2 separate regions of the Rattus norvegicus genome follow, and region 2 is linked to region 1. Evidence: chromatin contacts called from public HiChIP or PLAC-seq data. All regions are on one chromosome and are shown on one strand. The core of a region is the stretch at or near the end of the contact, and the rest is flanking DNA. Distances in the headings are between cores, read along the strand shown.

Evidence for each region. HiChIP or PLAC-seq counts read pairs in DNA pulled down with a chosen protein or histone mark.
Region 2: a contact with region 1 is called in an H3K27ac HiChIP or PLAC-seq map of oligodendrocytes, with 3 times the contacts expected there. The contact joins the promoter of Relb here to the promoter of Mark4 in region 1. A contact is called at or near these places in 4 of 12 Hi-C or Micro-C datasets (the A7r5 cell line, Schwann cells, frontal cortex and 1 more) and 1 of 1 datasets of contacts at active chromatin or transcription factors (oligodendrocytes).

The regions. Positions count from the first base shown.
Region 1 is chr1:88,234,603-88,239,028 of GRCr8, forward strand. It overlaps Mark4 (microtubule affinity regulating kinase 4), which reads right to left and starts at 1,951. Exons shown (of 17, transcript NM_001191071.1): 1 at 1,877-1,951. The coding sequence starts at 1,927.
Region 2 is chr1:88,411,068-88,415,245 of GRCr8, forward strand. Relb (RELB proto-oncogene, NF-kB subunit) reads right to left here and starts at 2,313. Exons shown (of 11, transcript NM_001427140.1): 1 at 2,103-2,313; 2 at 988-1,038. The coding sequence starts at 2,154.

The sequences.
Region 1 (4,426 bases), core at 701-3,200:
GTAGCGATAATCACAACATGTGACCTGAAGAAGTCCCTGTCAGGGAGGTGCCCCCATCAACCCACTGACAAGGAAACTGAGGCTGGAGCAGACTCTGGGAGCTTGTCTGACGACTAAAGACAGCTGTAGTTGAGAACACACCGCCTTCTGACTCAGATCCCCAGTCATGCCAGCAGCCAACAGCCATGAGCGCCGCCTATGTACCAGCCTTCACCCACATGTCTCCGGTAATTCTTTGGGGGACTCAAGTCGTTACCCCCCAACCCCTCCAACACACACACACACATACTTTCCAAGGCCGGAATCAGGCTCAGAGAAGGAAGCCTCTTCAGGCTTTACAATGTAATCTGGCCCATGGAGGCAGCATTCGAATCCAAGACTCAGAAACCGGGTTCCTCTCTGGAATGACTGGGGAAACCATAGTGGGTGGGCCTGAGTGAAACCTCCAACTTGAAACCTAGGCCAACAGGGTACAGGGGCAGAGGGGCAGAGAGGCATTATCTAATAGCTACCATGTGCATTAGAAACAGGAAAAGCTTCAGGGTGTACTCAGGAGGCAGAGGCAAGTGGATCTTTTTGAGTTCAAGGCCAACCTGGTCTACATAGAGGAACTCTGTCCAAAAACAAAAGTGTGTGGCTGGGCTGTGTTGAAGGTTGGTGAGAGGGTGGCCGGTAGAGGAACCAGCATAAGCGAGAATGGATCGGTGGGCTGACTTAGACACCTGGAAAACTGTCAGAATTGTGGGAAATGCAGGATGGGGAGCGGGGTCCTGCCTTGCCTCCATGAAGGAAGACCCTGGCATGGGAAACGGTGCAGCCAGGAGTCCCCAAACCAGAGGATCTGGGCTCAGTAAACTCCCAGATGTCAGGGCTAAAGACCCAGGCAGGAGGAGGTCAAAGGCATGGGCAGAATGAAGGGAGAAGGGAAGGCCTAGGGTCTGGGGGTGGTGGGGTGGTGGTGGTGGTGGTGGTGGTGGTGGTGGTGGTGGTGGTGGTGGTGGTGTTTCCTCCAGAAAGCCCAACATCCAGGAAGGAAAGGGGCTCTAGTTAGAAGGGAGTTGTGGGGAGGGGATGAGGAGGTGAAATTGGGGAGAGTCTCAGGAGGAGCCAGAGTCAGTCTGGCCTGGGGCCTGGAACCCTAGCACAGGATTGGAGCCTGCAGGTTAGAAACCAAGGTTTTCCTTAGGAAGACTGGACGCGCCTGGGTCGCATCTAGGGGACCCCAGAGGCGACAAGGATCCAAGGACAGAGTAGCCTGGCACAGCAGGGTCAGGCTAGGGAGTAGAGACACCTTGAAGGAAGCGGGCAGGGCCCTGGGCCCAGGTGCCATTTGGCTTCCTGGGGAGGCAGCTCTCAGGAGCCCAAACAGATCTGGGGACTGGCCAGGGGTAGCAGGGAGAGCCAGCACCCCGACTCGACAAGAGGCAGGGAGGACAGCAGGGCCAGGCCGGGTCGGGCCTTGCGAGGGGGATGGGGTAGGGGGGAGACAGGGCTGCGCCTCGGGGAACAGGGGCCCATGCCATCCGGGAAGAGTCGAGGCCAGACTGCGGGCGAGCGAGCGAGCCGGGGACTACGGGGCAGCTGAGGAAGGGAGGGGCTGCCGGTGGGCAGGGGAGGGGGCTTCCTGGAGGGAAGAGACCAGGCGGAAGCGCTCTGCAGAGGGACCGGAGAAGGGTCCAAAGACAGGGGCGCCCCTAGGGGTCGGGCTGGGCTGGGGCTGTCGGGAGGAGGGAGCGGAGAGGCCTCAAAGTCATGGGAAGCGTCGGTCTGGGATGTGGAGCCGGGAAAGGAGTCAAGACTGGCGGGGTCAGTGGTCCGGGAGGGGTTCTATGGCTGGACTCAGCCAGGGTTCCCCAAGGGGCTGGGCCCCACTCACCGTGTCCGAGTTCCGATCGTTGCCCGGGGCCAGCGCCGTCCTCGAAGACATCTTCTTTGGGGTCCCAGGAGGGAAAGGGACAGGGGCGGCCGGGTGGGGGGGGGTGGGGATCTCGGGGTCCCCTCTCTTCCCCTCCCCCCCCAGCCGACCTGGGGACGCGAGCTCAAAAGCTGGGCGCCTTGGACGCCCGAGTCCTCGCTGAGCGAGAGCGAGAGAGGGCAGGACGGGGGAGGGGAGAAGACACAGAGGGTCCTAGTGGCCCCGTGCAAGGGGAACCCGGGGCGCCATCTGGGCAGCGGGCAGACAGGAGGGTGCACGGGCGGGGGCCGGGGAGGGGGCGCGGAGCCGGCCCGGGGCGGCGGCGGAGGGAGGCGACCGAGGGGCTGGGGAGGAAGGGACGTCAGGGGGAGGGGCGCGGTGGGCGGGGTCAGTTGAGACTCCGCCCCTGCCGCCGGCTCTTAAAGGCACAGGCCTGGGCTGGCTCCCCGGTTCTGGGGGCGGAGGCAGGTCTGGGCGTGCCGGTCTCCAGCAAGTTCTCACAAGAGAATCAGAGTCAGCGGCAGAGAGTTGCTGAGGAGAGAGTAGAGGGAGATGTTGAGAGATGGGAGAGGGGACACACAGACGCGAGGTGGGAAGAAGCAAAGTCACAAAGAGGGACAGAGAAGCCAAGGGCAGAGACAAAAGGATCAGGACAGAAAGGGGACAGAGACAGGGACCGGGGAGACACACACACACACACACACACACACACACACACACACACACACCCCAGAGAGAGAGAGAGAGAGAGAGAGAGACAGAGACAGAGACAGAGACAGAGACAGAGACACAGAGACACAGAGACACAGAGACAAAGACAGAACGGAGATAATCAGGCGCCAAGGCAGAGGGAACTAAAGAGACAAAGAGAAACTCCAGGACTGGAAGTCTGCCGAGGAAAGGAATAAAGGAGTGGCAGCAAGAAAGGAGAGAGAGAGAGAGAGAGAGAGAGAGAGAGAGAGAGAGAGAGAGAGAGAGAGAGAGGCAGGCCTGTGTGCCTGTCATCCCGATTGAGAGAATGGGTTGCAGTGAGTTCTAGACCATACACAGCAAGACCCTATCTCAGAAAAGAAAAACCAAAATTGGAGGCAGTCCCTGGGGTGAAGAAGATCAGGGGTTCAAGGACATCCTGAGCTTCAGCCCTGGGTGCAGCAAGGGTAGATAACTGGCCAGCAGCCCCGGCTGTCTCACTTTCCCAGTCTGTACAATGAAGGAGAGAGAGCCTCACTTGCCTGCCAAGATAGCTGGAAGCCCAAACAGGTGTTGACTTGCAGGGGCATACAGACCCGGGTGTGGGGGGTGGGGGTGGGGTGAGACTGTGCTGAGAACACACAGTGCCTTGTGGGAGGAAAGGGGGGGGATGCATCACCCTGGCCCAGAGCCCATTGTCTCGCTGTCTTAGAAAGTCTTCCTGAGCCTCAGTTTCCCTTTGTGAAAATTAGATGTTACAAGCATGGTGGTATCCTGGAAGGTTTGAAGTTCCAGATCATCCTCAACTCCATAGTGAGTTCAAGACTAGCCTGGTCTATATGAGACCCTATCAGACAGAATAAAAGCCACAAGAGACAAAGGATAGCAGCCATGTGCTGGAGCTAGCTCGAGCAAGCTGGTTATAGGACTGGCTACTAAGCATAAACACTTTTAAAAGTTAAAAATGGGGGCTGGGGATTTAGCTCAGTGGTAGAGCGCTTGCCTAGCAAGCACAAGGCCCTGGGTTCGGTCCCCAGCTCCGAAAAAAAGAAAAAAAAAAGTTAAAAATGAGGTGACACAGTGGTTAAGAACACTGACTGCTCTTCCAGAGGTCCTCAGTTCAAATCCCAGCAACCACATGGTGACTCACAACCATCTGTAATAGGGATCTAATGCCCTCTTCTGGTGTGTCTGAAGATAGCAACAGTGTACTCAGAATAAATAAATGAATCTTTTGTAAAAAGTTAAATCATGCAAACATGCAAGGAAGCGAATTGTATTGAACTGGGGCAGGGTGCACTAAAGATGTGGCTCAGCAGTTAGGAGCACTGGCTGCTCTTCCAGAGGACCTGGGCCCAGTTCCCAGCGCCCCCATGGTGGCTCATGACCATCTGTAACTCCAGGTCTAGGGGACCTGACACCTTCTCTGGCTTCTCCAATAACTACAGATGCGTGCACATGCTTGTGTGTGTGTGAGTGTGTGGTGTGTGTGTGTGTGTGTGTGTGTGTGTGTGTGTGTGTGTGTACAAATTTGGAAGTCAGTTGTCTCCTCTCTCTGTGAGTCCCCAGGATCAAACTCCGGTCACCCACCTTAAAGGCAAGCACCTTCACCGCACCCCGCCACACAGCTAACCCTACTCATTTATTGATTTTGAGACCAGTTATCATATAACCCAGGTTCTCCTCCGTTGAGGTTGGCCTTGATCCTCCTACCTCCACCCCGGAGGCCTGAGACTGCAGGCGCGAGCACCACACCCAGTTATAACTCTGGGAGTTGTTTGTTTTTCTTTTGTTTTAACTGAGGAGTTTGAGATCACAAGT
Region 2 (4,178 bases), core at 1,063-3,562, 180 kb after region 1:
TTGAACTCTATCTTCCTGTTTTCACCCCGAGCTACTGGAATCACAGGTGTGAATCAATAGGCCCCATTTTATAGAGTGCTGGTATCAAACCCAGGGCCTAGGTAAACTCTCAACTGAGCTACATCTTCTGTTCGTCTTGTGTGTGGGTTTGTTTTGTGTTTTGATACAGGGTACCACTATAAGCCAGGCTGGCTTCCAACTCATTCAATGGCCTCAAATTTGTGCCCATGCCCCTGCTTCAGCCTCCCCTGTGCTGAGAACATTACAGTACAGTACAGGCATGTACTGCCATTTGGTAATTGTTGTTGTTGTTATTGTTGTTGTGAGACAGCTTTCTCTCTATAGACCTGGCTGTCCTGGAACTCACTCTGTAGACCAGGCTGACTTCACTGAGATCTGCCTGCTTTTGCCTCCTGAGTGCTGCGAATAAAGGTCAAGACCACCCCTGCCTGCTCCCTCTCCCCACTTTAATGAGGCTTCCAGATAATTTGAATGCACATGGTCTGAGAGCTACCACTGTCTAAGTAAAAGCGATTACTGCTTTTGTTATCATGACTATGCCACTAACAGTTACCACTAATCGGAAAACGGTGAACTTGTAAGCATCGACTCATCTAACTTTCTCCATCCCCACAAAGAAAGAAATGGGTATGAAATTCATCATACAGATGGATAAAACTGAGGTAGTTTTAGGGAAATCTCTTGTGGATTCACCCAGTGAGGGGGTGGTAACATCATTTCTGAGATTCAGTTCCAAGGTCCAAGATAATGGATGGTGGGGATCATCTAAAAGGGCTTCTACTTAGGGATCAGCATTTAGAACTATACACCTTTCTGATAGCCTTGGAACTATGGGCAAGTAAGGACTCACTGACCAGCAGGGAGAGACAAAGGTTGCAAGTGGGTACACTCATTCCCTCTCCACAGGAGCTCCTCCAATCCTATTTCCTACAAGCAGATGGGCAGGGACCGAGGAGGGTTGCTCACCTGTGGTCCTGGACAGCGAAGGGATGTCACTGGAACCTGGGAGACGGAGACCTGGATCAACAAATGCAGGACCAGAGACTCTGACAACCCTGCTCCTTTCTCTGGCTTGGCCCTTTGAACAAAGTCCCTCTTCCTTACCTAGCTCAAGTGAGGCCACCCTTCTCACTCTAACTCTTGACAAAGTTCTGACTTTTCCTTTCTGCCCTTGACCCCGCCAGTCACCACCCAATATCTGCTACTTTCCCCACTAAGGTGAGACTTGGAGGACTCCTGATACTTCAGGAAAACCCCCCGTACCCCCCCCCCGTCTCCTTTCTTCCCTCAGGGCGAAATCCGAGCCCCAATACTTTGTCACTAGAGAACTTTCCTCTCCCCATTTCGCTAAAGGCCCCGCCCCCTTTCAATCCCAGCATCAGGCCCCTCCCTTCGTTTTCTGAACAAGCCCCGCCCCGTCCCTAAACCTGTCACCACGTCCCGTTCCTTCTCCCCCCCCTACCCCCCCACCCCCGGTAAGTCCCGCCCACTCACTGAGCCACACACCTCTTCTTGCTCTTGGAGCCTGACCCCGCCCTTATTTCCTGTCAAGCACAGTCCTGGGTCCGCCTCCTCCAGGTCAGGCTCCGCTCCCCCTTAAATCTTGAAGCTAGGCCCCGCCTCTTTCTTTGCCTTTAGGCCTTGCAGGAGGGTCCCCCTTGTTTGGAGAGCATAAAGCTACTTCCTCGAATTAGGCTCCGCCCCTTACTCCTTAGCGCAGCCTCACCCACTCTGTAAACCAGAAGCCTCCTCTAGAAGTTTGTCCCGCCCCTACGGGCGTCCGGCTCCTCCCCTTCAGAGTTATGCCCCGCCCCTCCCCTCGATCGCCGCCGGGCCCGCCCCCTTCTTTGCCTCAGGCTCAGGCCCCGCCCCCTTCTCACTCTTTAGCGGGACGCCTAGCTTGTATCTCCCCGGCAGGACCCTTCACCATCCTCTACCTTCTGCCTCGTCCCTCACGCAGTGTCCCCGCCACCCTCGTACTCTCCGCACCGAAGCGCGAAACCTGCGGGAATCCGCAGATGACTCCGAGCGCCCCGAACTCCCCCAGACCGGCCCCGCCCCAGAGGTTCCACTTTGCTTACCCAAGGCCCCTAGCTCGGGCGCGGACTCTCTGGCAGCGCGGCGACTCGGCATGGCCCGGCCCGTAGGGACCGACAGCCCAAAGGCAAGCTCAGGGCGAAGCGCGCACGAGGGCAAGCCGGGCAGCCGGACAGCCCAGTCTGTTGGGACGATCACCGGCCGGGGAAGCCGCGCAAGGATAGGGCCGAAGGCCGGGTTGGACGCACGGCGCCCGGGGCTGCGGGGGGCGCCGGGCCGAGCGGGCGGCGGGCGGGGGCGGGGCGGCGGAATTCCCCGGCGCCGCCGGCCTGCGCGCCCATTGGCTCACACCCCTCCGTGACGTCACGGCAAAGGGAATGGGAAAACCCCCGCTGCTCACGTGACTGCGGGGGCGGGGCCGGCCGGGAAGGGAAGGCTTGGCACCGTGCAGGGTCCGGGTGCGAGTCGCTGCCCAATGCACTGGCCAAGACCACTGAGGTCTGTCCGGGTCCATTCATGCCCTACCCACAGAATAAGCTGAGAAACGGGCACTTCTTTCCCCACCCTTAGGACTTGAACCTGCTATCTTTCAGGCTGACAAATGAAGCCAGGAGCGGGAAGTTAGCAGCCATTGATAATTTGATGTAACATTTAGATAGGGTCTCATCTTGCCTAGAGTGGTGACCTTGAACTGCAGATCCTTTTGCCCTCAAGGATTCTTCAGATTCGTCCCTCCAGTGCTGGGACGACAGGCATGAACTACCACCTTGGTCTATGCAGTACCTGAGTATTGGACCCAGGGCTTCATGCATGTTAGGCGAACATTACCAACTGAGCTACAGTTCCAGCCAGCCCCTTGGTGATATATGACACCTATGATCCATTCCACTTCTCTCATCGCATGTGTGATCAATGATTCAAGCAACCTACGCATAATTAAGCACTTGCTGTATGCTGCAGCCTGTAATGAAAAATGGGGCACAGCATTCCTAAAACAAAAACTAGACCCACTTCTTGCTCCAGAGGCAGAAAAGTGCAGCAGTGAATGGAGTGGCACCAGAACTACACCGCATACTGCTACACAGCAAAGCAAAGAGCATTGTTTTGGTTTTGCTTTGGAGCTCTGGCTGGCATTGAATTCATGGCAATCCATCTGCCTCAGTCTTCCAAGTGCTGGCAACTGCAGGCACCTACCATCATGCCCAGCTAGAGCAAACTTTTCCTTGCAATGAGACATTAGGCCCAGGCTTTCAGAACCACATGGTCTTAATTTTCAAATGTGCCACTGTATGTAAACAGCAAAGGGCCAGAAACAGGGGTGTGGCTGTGTTCTATTACAGTACAATTTGACAAATATGGAAATGGGAATATCATGAAACTTTCACATTGAACCATATATTCTTTTTTTTTTTTTTTTGGTTCTTTTTTTTCGGAGCTGGGGACCGAACCCAGGGCCTTGCGCTTCCTAGGTAAGCGCTCTACCACTGAGCTAAATCCCCAACCCCATATATTCTTTTTAATTTTGCACCAGATGGGTAATATGCCAGTGTAGTAGGCAAGTCTAGGGGTAGACATCTCCCGTAGGATAAGCCTCATCAGGTTTACCAGCCACACACACCCATCACTGCTTTCCTTTACATTTTCCATCTGTAGGGCTGAGGATGTGGCTTTTGATAGAATGCTTGTCTAGCATGTATGAGATTCTAGGTTGTATCCTCAGCAGCACACAAAAAGATAATTATAGCCATGATATGCCTGTTCTGGAGTGGCAGAGGCAGGAGATTCACTGACAAGGAGTTCCACTACATAGCAGGCCCTTGTCTCAATACAAACAAAAAAGAGGGGGAAATGAAAAAAAAATTGAGGACTGAGGGTGTGGCTTAGTGGTAGAGCCCCTGTGTAGAATCCCATGAGGGGCTGGGGGCGTGGCTCAATGGCAGAGCCCCTGCCTCGAACTTAAGAGGACCTGGGTTGATTGCCTGGATCTGAGAAAGGACTGTGAATTCAAAAGCAAATCTGAGAGCCAGGCATGATGGTTCACACCAGTAACTTCAACACTTGAAAGGCTGAGGCAGGAGATCACCATGAGTTCTAGGCCAGTCTGGACTACTTATAACAAG